Linked DNA regions of Mus musculus: regions 1, 3 and 4 are each linked to region 2. The links are chromatin contacts, called in public Hi-C maps. All regions are on one chromosome and are shown on one strand. Each heading gives the region's core, a stretch centred on a gene start, on an enhancer-like site or on the middle of the called end of the contact. The rest is flanking DNA. Distances are from core to core; before and after follow the strand shown.

Region 1 (2,700 bases), core at 163-2,662, 390 kb after region 2:
TTTAAGGAGCTGACACTTCCAGATCATATTTCATCTGAAGGAAGCCAGAACAGGGACTCAAACAGGGCAGGAACCTGGAGGCAGGAGCTGATGCAGAGGCCATGGAGGGATGCTGCTTACTGGCTTGTTCCCCAGGGCTTTGTTCAAGCTGCTTTCTTATAGAACCCAGGACCACCAGCCCAAGGGTGGCTCCACCCACAATGGGCCCTCCCACCTCAGTCACTAATTAAGAAAAGGCCCTACAGCCTGATCTTATGGAGGCATTTTCCCAGTTGAGTTTCCCTCCTTTCAGATGATCCTAGCTTGTGTCAGGTTGACATAAAACTATCTAGGACAAGGGGAGAGAGTGAACTGAGTCACAGCGAGTATGAATGTATCCTCTGTTCTCTGGCCTTGGGATTCTTTTTGTTTGTTTGTTTTTTGTTTGGGGGGGTGTTTGTTTTTGGAGTTTTGTTTGTTTGTTTTTCGGGACAGGGTTTCTCTGTGTAACCCTGGCTGTCCTGGAACTCACTTTGTAGACCAGGCTGGCCTCGAACTCAGAAATCTGCCTGCCTCTGCTTCTGCCTCACAAGTGCTGGGATTAAAGGTGTGCACCACCACGCCCGGCTTAGCCTTGGGATTCTTGCTGTCAGACATCGCTGCTGCTCACTGACTCTGATCTCTTTTCTTCCAGGCTACAGGAGTTTGAGATTTTCAGCCCCTGAATGTATGTGGCAAGGCCATTAGACTCACTTTCGCCAGCTCGTGACCATGGATATGAGGTAACCAGCTACCTCAAGTCCCTGTCACTTTGACTTCCTGAGGGAATGGTGGGTGTAACCTGGATGTGAAGCCAGATGAATACTTTCTCTCTCTAAGTTGCTATTGTCCGAGATGTCTTATCACAGCAACAGAAAGTAGGACACGGGGTTAGACCTTCAACATAGACTGGGGTGTGAGGTACACATCCAATCCAAAGACCTCATCTACCTATTAGGTGACACACACCTGCCAGACCACCCACCTCCCTGTGCAGTGAACAGGAAAACAGTTCAAGTCCTACAGATTAACTCCTCCAATGTGCAAGGATTCCAGGCCACTGACGTCAGATGACCCCAGATCAGTCCTTTAATAACCACCCCTGTGCCACTAGCATTTGTGTGCCACACTCCCCACACAACCTTTGCAACAGGGGAGGGGACAAATCAAGAAGGTCACCGTTCCCCTCCTCCCTCAGAAAACTGGGCCGGCTAGTCAGCAGAGAGAATTCTCAGGGGGAACGTTGCCCAGCTCCAGAAGTGGCCTTGGAAGCTGGCATGGTCCCCTGATTGGAAATAACCCCAAGGGAAGGACAGCCTGGCTGGGACCCAGGCTGACAGATTCCCTCTGGGGCTCCCACAGACCGGTTTAGCAGGAACTGCCCTCTGCACCCCTTACACTGTTCATGTTAGCACAGCCGGTCGAGGAGACAGCTTGTATTTCACCTTCAACAACAGTCCTTGTCCCCAGTCTCAGCACCCATGCCACACTGCAGGACTGCAAGCCCCTTCTGTTCTCTAGCCATCCCCCTCTACACACACTGCCTTTCCTACCCCCTACCCCAGGGGTTTAAGGAGGCACCATGCGCTGTTTGGGAACACTGTGCCCCATCTCTATTAATAATGCATGCAGAGAGCCCATCTCCGAGGAGCTCCAAGTGCTTTCCAGGCATTATCTAATTAGCCCTCACCACATCCCGGTGAGGTTCAACAGATGCTGAGCTCCAGCGAAGCCATCAGGGAAAAAAAAAAAAAAGAAACATTGGCTCAAACAGAGCAGCTAAGGTACACGGGCCTCCTCCTGGCTCTCCACCAAAGCAGGAGGCACACAAACGGGCCTTACTCAAGGAGTGAGTGATACCCAAATACATGAAAAAGCAACTGTTTCCACGCCCAACAACACGACTGACACAGCAAAAGCAGGCCATGACACAGGTCGGCCACAAACTCCAACACTTCCGAGACCATCCAGTGAGTGTGGGAGGTGTCTGTGATGGACTCACACATGTTCCAGCTTCCAGTCAGGACATCTGACCTAGAGTGCGGGAGGCCAGTAAGATGGCTCAGCTCTTACAGACACTTGCCACCAAGTCTGAGGATCTAAATTCAATCCCTAGGCCTGACACAGTGAACAAAAGCAACTGACTTCCTCAAGTCATCCTGTGACTCCACGCAAGCACTGTGACACACATACACACACACATACACACACACACACACACACACACACACACACACGAGAGCAATAAACAAACAAAATAGATGAAGAATGGAAAACTTAGCATTAAAAAATAAATTGAGTGATTGAACTTTACTGGATGCTCCTCTAGGCAAGCATGAGTTCATTTTTTCATTGTTTTCCAGGCAGGGGGAAGTAGGTTGTCGCACTATGAAGTGCCACACTATGCATCCCAATCCTGCCCCTGCCTCCAGAGCGCTGGGACGGTTGCAGATGCTCAACCTACAGCTGCAATCTCCTTCCGAGAATCATCTGCCTTCTCAAGAAAGAGACCTATGGATGGGGCTGGAGATGAGGCTCAGTGGTAGAACACTTGCCTAGATATGCAAGTTCCATCCAGACCTACAAAGTAATAATGAATAGCAATAGGAAGAGGAGGGAGAAGGAGGGGGAGGAGGAGGAGAAGAGGGAGGAGGAGGAGGAACTGAGCATGATAGCCCAGGC
Region 2 (2,700 bases), core at 116-2,615:
CAAATTATGTCCTATGAGGGCAAGTCAGGGCGGAGTCTTAGGTTGTGTGCCCCAGTTCCCCTTTCTTACCCCACACTGTCTTAACTCTGATTCTCCTGAAGTAACTCCCACATCCCACTGGTCTCCATCTGTCTAAATTATTGCAGACTTAATGCCCTGGTCAGCCAAGCCTCAAATGATCAGCTTACGCTCTGCCTCGCAGTGAGAGTCTCCCTCAGCCCAGAGTGCATGCCCCCAGATGACCCAGTCCCTTTCTGTGCCCAGACTGGCTTTCTGGACCCCTAGTGAATGCCTGTGGAAGCCAGGGCTTCCACAAAGCTGGCCAGCCAGCTGCCTGCATCTCCCCTGGAGCCCTGCCCTCTTATCCCTGGCTCCCTCTTACCACCAGCCTGTCTTAATCCTGCCTTGTCTAGATCTGTGAATTCGCTCAGGTTTAATCCTCTTTCTCAGTGGTCAGGGGTGTATTCCCTTAATCATCTTGGTACCATCTAGCCTGACATCTCCCCAGAATAGGAGAATCGGGAAAGTCAACTTCCTAAAAATGCCAGGAAACAAACAAACAAGCTAACAATAATAACAAACAACAACAACACCCAGGGCTGAAGAGATGGCTCAGCTGTCAAGCACTTTCTGCTCTTGCAGAGGACACACATTTGGTGACCAGCACCTACATAGCAGCTCGCAGGAGACTGTAACTCTAGTTCCAGCAGATCTGTCCTTAGAGTGTCTGAGGTCCTTTTCATGAGCTTATGATAGAACCCAGAACAGGGGCACATCACAGCCCAGGGAGAAGCGTAAGCAACGTGCTGACAAGCTAACCACCAAAGTGCAAAGCCACAAATTAAAAACTCCTTAAAGAGCCAAATCCTTGCTTAAAAGTTACAGGGGGGCTACGGGGATGGGGAGGGAGGACTCCGGGTCCCTTTGTGCATTTCCGTATTAACACAGTCACACTTGGCCATGCAGATGTCAGTTCCAATAAACAGCAGGGCTTTCCAGGGCCTGGCCTCTAATTGAAGGGATTGTTACTGTTGGTGAATGTCTGGGGAATTAATTAGTGGCGAGCAAACCGGTTCATAAATGCCTGCTTTGTAAGGGGTCCTCACATCCTGGGGACCTCGATTCCTGTGGCCAGCTCTGCCCTAGGAACTCATGCCAGCAAACGGTATTTATTATCCTTCTCGGCCTCACCTGGAGATAGGTCTTCCCTGCCTTAGACACCACCAGGTTTGTGTCTTCCCCCCCCCCGGGGGGGGGGCAGCAAGCATTATGGGAAAAACTCCCTCGGATCTTCTGGCTCCTACTCCCACAGCCTGACTGAGTTTATGAAAACAGGCCTCATTTGCAAGTCAGAGATGGAAACAAGAGCGAGAGCTTCACACAGCCCACGCCCATTCCCAGTTGGTAGGCAGGTTCAAACACGTGCTCACGCGTGCACTGCAGCTACAGCACGTGCATACACACAGCTGCCCAGATCGCTGTTTAAGCAGGGTGCAACCGATCCCAAACTCCACGCCTGAGCTGGATGTGGCAAGCCAACTCTTCAGGTAAGTATTATCCTAAGACTTAAGATGACTCGGAGGACAAGTCTCCCCAGCCCCCTCCCTCAAAAAAGCACACCGCTCAGAATGAACACAGCTGCTAGTTTTGCAAGCTCCCCCCTACCCTGGGTAAACTGCCATGGACATCATCTTGAAGTCTTTCTTTAAGTTGGGGAGTGGGAAAGATGCTTTATGCTGTTAAATATGGGGGAAACTGAAGAAGAGTTTTCAGAATTACAGTTTTTTGGTTTTTTTTCTCTTTGCATGGTTTATGCTAAGCTGTATACATGTTCATGCTCTATACTATATGTTTTTCTAGCTCCCTCCCCCACTCCAATGAGTGACGGTAAAATTTTTTGCATAAAAAAAATCCCTTTAGAAGCAGTGGTTCTCAACCTCCCTAATGCTGTGACCCTTTAATGCAGTTCCTCATGCTGAGGTGACCCCCCCCACACCATAAAATTATTTTAGTTGCTACTTCAGAAGTGTAATTTTGCTACTGTTATGAATTGTAATGTAAATATTTTTGAAGCTAGAGGCTTGCAAAGGGATTCATGCCCCACAGGTTGAGAACTGCTGTTATAGACTCTGGTTGTGGCCTGGGCAGTTTTGTCTGACCTTTGCAATAGTGTTCGGTCTTGAAAATGACCCTGAGTCACAAAGGAGTCTGCGACAGTCTCTGCACTGAGACCTTGTATCTGGTTTCTGGTTGGTCTTAGGAGAGGAAAAATAAAGGAGGGATTTCTTCCTGAAAGCAGCATCCCCTCCTCTTCTGTGGCCTTAACCCTTCTTCCACACAGGGCTGCTCCTCTGGCTCCTGTCACACTCCCTGCTCTGTTTTGGGCCTGGTATCAGCTATCTGCACTATAGAATAAATGAACTCGATTCACATCTAACTCCGATGTTAGAAGCTAGTATTTCATTTTCATTCAGCTACGTTTGGTCTTATAATCAAAGTATAGGCAACTCTGAAGTCAGAAATCTGGGCTCCTGGCTTCCTGCATCTGGGGGAAAGGCAAGCCCTGGGAGCAGCCACACAGCTCGGTGATAAATATCTCCACTTTAGCTATAGCATACCACCATTTATTACCCCTGTCCCTTCAGAAAGAATTCCCTCCATGGGCATACTTCGAAGAGTATGGTTATAAATAATGTGCCA
Region 3 (2,700 bases), core at 27-2,526, 290 kb before region 2:
TTGTTTTGTGTACCTCATGAATTGACACACATCAAATGGACACCTTGGATTCAGCGGCGTACACTTAAACGTTTAAGGAGTGTTTAAGGGTTCCGTTTTCAGCAGACAGCACGCACATCAGTTTTTGAGGAAGCTCCAAGATGCAGCCAGGGCTTTATTTATCAGCACATTTGCATGTGGTGATTGATTCTTGAGCCAGCCAAACACATCTAAAAGAAAACTCATTTAGTGCAAAATAGCTTTAAAAGTGACTGCTTTCAAATGGACCGCCCTGTTTAAATGATCCTCAGGATATAATTAGAAGAAATTGGAGTTTCCTGAATGAGAGAGAGAGAGAGAGAGAGAGAGAGAGAGAGAGAGAGAGCTCACAGACTTGTGTAATGGTCTGTGTACCATTTGCCTTTGGAACATCTTGCTGCCCCATGAACAAACTAAAATTCTGTCATCTTTGGCCACCTATTAGTAACCAAGGTAATGTAATTTGGGAATTATTCATATAAATGATCACTGTCCAAATAGGACCTAGTAGCTAACATTAGATGATTGTCAAACAGCTTATCCTCAACAGAGTGAAGAACTTCAGGTCAGACAGAGCTATCTCAGCCAGAGGAAACCTGATACAACCACGCTTGGTGTCAGCTATTAGAGATTAAAGCCTGCTAAACTTTCAGGACATGCTCGCACACTCCTGGGTAGCGCCAACTTTTCAAGATTTGAGCCAGTTCAGCAAGTAGCGTCAGCAGACCAGCATCTCCTAGGCAATGAAAGTAGTTACCATGGAAACCCCAGAGCTGCACCCATCAACAGCTTTACAATTTTGACAGTTCAGAAAGTGACTATTTTGGAATTTCAATTAGAGTAGAAATACACACATCTAGATGAACAAAGTGTTTTAAAAGTCTATAGGAAATTAGTTACATACATGTTTTTCTCTTTAATCAGAAGACAGCTCCTTAAATATATTCTGTATGTGGAAATGGGCTTCAGGAGCAATGTGGAAAGCACCCAGTAAAGAGAAAAAAAAATGCTAAAGTAAATGTATCCTTGTTCTTTCTCTGGAAAAGAAATAGGCACACAGAATAACTAAGTCGTGAAAATGACCAACAAATTTTTAACAGAGTAGCCACAAAATGCCCTGCTTACTAAGTCAGAGCAGTGCATATTACTAAGGTTTTGTTCTTTTTTAGGATTTTGTATTTGCTTGTTCTGCATGGTGATGCTGCTCTGGATGAATCACACTTCTTGTGACTCTGCTTCAGAGTCCAAGCTATTCTGTCCGTTCCATGGTAACGGAGAAGAGGATGCCTGAAGAGCTTCGGACTGTAGGTTCCAAATCTGCGTCAGAACCTAGGCACCCTGTGCCCGGGTCACCCTAGTCAGCAGACAGCTTAAGAGAAAACAGTGACACCAACCAATCCTTCAACAGAAACTCAAGCCCTGTTAAGAGAGCACAGGAGGGTTGGGGCGATGGCTCACCGGGTATGAATATTTGATGCTCAAGCACGAGGACCCAAGTTCAAATCTCTAGTGGCCACCCACATCAAAAGATATGCATGGGTATGCACAAGCATATATACCCCAGTGATCTGTCACAATGAGACAGGAGGATTGCTGAACCTTGTTGTCCACCAGGCTAGCTCCAAGTTCAGTGAGAGATCCTGACTCAAAGAAATAAAGCAGGGATTTAGACAGCAGATGACTTCCTTTGGCCTTGCTTGCACACCGTTTGCACACGTTTACACATACATCACTGTACTTGCAGGCTAGTTTTATGTCAACTTAACACAGCTAAAGTCATCTGAGAGGAGGGGAACTTAATTAAGAAAATGTCTTCATGAGATCAGGCTACAGGCAAGCCCATAGGGCATTTTCTTAATTAGGGATTGATGTGGGAGGGCCCAGCCCATGGTGGGTGATTTCATCCCCGGGCTGGTGGTTCAGGGTTTTGTAAGAAAGCGGGATGAGCAAGCCATGAAGAGCAAGCCAGTAAGCAGCATCCCTCCATGGCCTCTGCGTCAGCTCCTGCCTCCTGGTTCCTGCCCTGTTTGAGTTCCTGTTCTGACTTCCTTCGATGATGAAAGGTGATACAAAAATGTAAGTCCTTTGCTTCCCAATTTGCTTTTGCCAAGGTAAACAAACTTTCTGGCCTAAAAGGGCCATGAAAGCAAAGAGGCATTTCACTGGAGACCAGAACAAAGAATCGAAATTAAACCTTGCCAACTAAACCCAAAGCAGAGGATCCTAATACCCCTCCCGACCACACACAAACATGCGCACAAAGTCCTGCCCTAAAGATATCTTGAAGAGACAGTTGAAAGCCATCTGATTTGGTATTCTAACTCTTCCCAGGGCTTAGCCTGGGACTGTCATATAGAAATTACTGGGTACAGACTTAATGGAGCTATTGCTAAACAAGTGAACAAATCTCCTGCTCACAGGTAGATACATAACTGGATGCAAACATGAGGAGTAACAGAGTATTGAAGAACACATGAGCCAGGCTTCTGATGCCAGGGACCGACCCAGACTGCTAGAACTTTTTCCTATGAGTGAAGGGTTCTTGGAGCTCAGGGCTGGGGGCTACAGATATTCGGTAGCTACCCAGGAAGTATTTACTGGCACCAGAACTTGTCCTCTAGGAGAGCGCAGTACCCAATCTGAACAGCTGAGATGTCACTCCAACCCAGGACGTGTGCTCTT
Region 4 (2,700 bases), core at 99-2,598, 270 kb after region 2:
CACAAGGCCTATAGACTTATGAAAACTCAGCAGGAACCACCTGGATGGGAGTCATATCTATGGAGTATGGATAATTTGAACAACCAAATAAATAAAGGGAGTTACCGATTATAAACCATTGAAGGAAAGGTAACCCCTAACTCTCTACTGACAGAAATAAACAAATGAGACAAGAAGGTTCATGCTGACAAGAAGATGACCATACATGTGAATAATAAAGTCAGAAAACAAGCACATGATTTTCACTGTGGTAATAACTCGAGAGCCACCTAAAGACGCAAAAACAGACGGATAGAAGTTTGTAGGAAACTGCAGAGCTTGCCGTATGACTTTACACGATAACCACTCATTATACAAACATGTTCATTTTGGTGGCCGAGGATGGAGCCCAGGGCCACACGAATTCTGAGCAAGCAAAGCACCGTTGAAAACCCCAAGCCAGGCGTGGTGGTGGTGCATGCCTTTAATCCCAGCACTCGGGAGGCAGAGGCAGGCGGATTTTAGAGTTTGAGGCCAGCCTGGTCTACAAAGTGAGTTCCAGGACAGCCAGGGCTATACAGAGAAACCTGCCTCAAAAAAAAAAAAAAAAAAAAAAAAAAAAAAAAAAAAAAAAAAAAAAAAAAAAAAAAAAGAAAGAAAGAAAGAAAGAAAAGAAAAAGAAAAAAGAAAACCCCAGCTTCACAAACGAGAAATTTGGCAGACAGATACAAGAGCATCATTAAAATTAAGAACCAATAACGAGAGAAACTGATATCGTAAGTGTCCAGTATAGAAATCAGAGAAACAGGTTTGCTGTAAAATGCGTGCTTGTCATGCATAAGGCATTAAGTGCAGGGCTAGAGAGATGACTCAGTGGTTAAGAGCACTGACTGCTCTTCCAGAGGTCCTGAGTTCAAATCCCAGCAACCACGTGGTGGCTCACAACCATCTGTAATGGGATCTGATGCCCTCTTCTTGTGTGGCAGGTACAGTGTACTTAAATAATTAAATCTTTTTTAAAAAAGAAAAAAGAGGCACTAGGTGCAATTCCTAGCACCACAATGAATTATTACATTCATGTATGTGTGTATATATACATGAATATTACATTCATGTATGTGTGTATATATACACATACATGGTTCTGGCAAAAAGAACCAGAAAGCACATGCAGTGTGTGACAGATGGTAAGACGTGCCAAATAAGTCTATCCACAATAACATCCATGCCTCACCTGCAAAATTAAAATCAGGCTCTGCTTCCTTCCCACGCTAACATTTTAATTTCATTTTATTTATCTTTAGGCTTGGGAGGCATGCCAAGGTGCATATGTGAAGGTCAAAGGGCACAGTTCTCTCCTTCCACTGTGTGTGTAGAGCCTTCTACCCACTGGGCCATCTCACACTCCTGAGCTCTATCGTTCTTAACACCTGCGCTCGCCTTGAGACAGCCTGTGAGTGTTGGATGAGCCTGCTCCAGCAGGAGAAGTTGCCCCTATACATCTAAATGGCAAGCCAAGGCACACTCCCCTCCCCAGCTGGAGTCTGGCCTTGCCTTGATACCAAGCAGCTGTTGCCTGGCACAACAATGCTGGAGGCTCCAGTCAGGAAGTGGGAGCTGCCACATCCTCTGTTCAGCCTATTATCAGAGCTTAGCAGTTGGGCTCTCCTGTCAGAGTTTGGGTGGTACTGTGGCCTCTGTATTGTCTGCCTCTGGGTATCAATTGAGGAGGTCTGTTGACTCTTGGCCAGAAACCCTTAAGACAGTCACTTTGAATACCCCTGGAGGGTGGTAATGGTAACCTTGTATTAGTGCCTGCCATGCCCTTAGGGGGCCTGGCTGCACATCGGGATGAAGTCAGCAAGATGATGTCAGAGTGCTAAAAATACTCCGAAGGGGAGGTTTCTGGGATTAGTTGGAAGTGAGCTAGATGCTCATGTCACTCAATCTCTCTCTCTCTCTCTCTCTCTCTCTCTCTCTCTCTCTCTCTCTCTCTCTCTCTCTCTCTCTCTCTTTCTCACACACACACACACACACACAGAGCCAAAGACCCAGCAGTTCAAGGGTGGCCGTGAAATGTGACAGCTGTTGTGTGGCAGAAAAAATTAGGTGTGGGAGGGAATATAGAAAGATCTGATCGTTGGGTAGGTGACATTTTAGGACCGACCGTCCCTACTCAGAGACAGGATGCTAAGGAATTTTGTCCCCAACCCATAATTTGCAGAGGGAGCCCTCCACCCTAATGAAACAGGGATTAGCAGTCAACAAAGATTAAAGAAGAGAACTCCCTGGACCCCACCAGCTAGGGGAAGAGGAGCAGGTGGCAAGGCAGGAGGAAAGGTTTAGTAGCTTCAGAGTCCCTTGATCCTAATCTTTCCACGTGTGGGTTTGTAATCAGAGGCCCCCAAACAGTAATCAGCTCCCGGCTTCTCTTCCCACACAGACTCGGTACACAGGAAGAAACAGGAAGTAGGAAGAAGCGTTTACCTTTGGGGTTTTTATGTTTGTTTGTTTGTTTGTTTTTCTTTTCATCCTCTGCTCTACCTAAGTCTATTTGTGTTCCTAGCCCATTGTCTAATGGGCGCTTGGCCAATCTTTCTCCTCTAGCCCCCTCTCCTCCCCACCGGGATCACAAGGACAGAAGGATGCTAGCCTACAATGTATTCTCTACATCACACAGAAGGAGTAAAGTCCGTTTGGCAAGCCACCAAGCTTGGCTCT

The links. Hi-C and Micro-C count contacts between places; a contact is called where the count stands out from the background.
Region 1: a Hi-C map of the N1E-115 cell line shows a contact between it and region 2, with 4 times the contacts expected there. The contact joins two enhancer-like sites. A contact is called at or near these places in 2 of 484 Hi-C or Micro-C datasets (the N1E-115 cell line and epidermal suprabasal cells), 3 of 115 datasets of contacts at active chromatin or transcription factors (embryonic basal ganglia, embryonic stem cells and heart atrium) and 1 of 9 other capture datasets (embryonic stem cells).
Region 3: a Hi-C map of cortical neurons shows a contact between it and region 2, with 1.9 times the contacts expected there. The contact joins two enhancer-like sites. A contact is called at or near these places in 3 of 484 Hi-C or Micro-C datasets (cortical neurons and rod photoreceptor), 7 of 115 datasets of contacts at active chromatin or transcription factors (VIP interneurons, astrocytes, cardiomyocytes and 3 more) and 1 of 9 other capture datasets (embryonic stem cells).
Region 4: a contact with region 2 is called in a Hi-C map of the N1E-115 cell line, with 4 times the contacts expected there. The contact joins two enhancer-like sites. A contact is called at or near these places in 2 of 484 Hi-C or Micro-C datasets (the N1E-115 cell line and uterus) and 2 of 115 datasets of contacts at active chromatin or transcription factors (CD8 T cells and cardiomyocytes).

Annotation. Positions count from the first base shown.
Region 1 is chr13:44,621,504-44,624,203 of GRCm38.p6, forward strand. The region is part of intron 1 of Gm40931 (a long non-coding RNA gene); the gene reads right to left. Among named protein-coding and RNA genes, the nearest start is that of Gm40931, 14 kb to the right of the region's middle. Within about 2 kb of position 1,413, at least 32 of the 459 cell types and tissues checked have an H3K27ac peak or open chromatin away from gene starts, as enhancers often do. A contact at or near this core is called in the N1E-115 cell line, where this site is marked.
Region 2 is chr13:44,231,281-44,233,980 of GRCm38.p6, forward strand. No RefSeq gene overlaps it. Among named protein-coding and RNA genes, the nearest start is that of A330076C08Rik, 16 kb to the left of the region's middle. Within about 2 kb of position 1,366, at least 71 of the 459 cell types and tissues checked have an H3K27ac peak or open chromatin away from gene starts, as enhancers often do. A contact at or near this core is called in the N1E-115 cell line and cortical neurons, where this site is marked.
Region 3 is chr13:43,938,830-43,941,529 of GRCm38.p6, forward strand. No RefSeq gene overlaps it. Among named protein-coding and RNA genes, the nearest start is that of Gm2233, 8.7 kb to the right of the region's middle. Within about 2 kb of position 1,277, at least 14 of the 459 cell types and tissues checked have an H3K27ac peak or open chromatin away from gene starts, as enhancers often do. A contact at or near this core is called in cortical neurons, where this site is marked.
Region 4 is chr13:44,500,408-44,503,107 of GRCm38.p6, forward strand. No RefSeq gene overlaps it. Among named protein-coding and RNA genes, the nearest start is that of Gm40930, 2.9 kb to the right of the region's middle. Within about 2 kb of position 1,349, at least 27 of the 459 cell types and tissues checked have an H3K27ac peak or open chromatin away from gene starts, as enhancers often do. A contact at or near this core is called in the N1E-115 cell line, where this site is marked.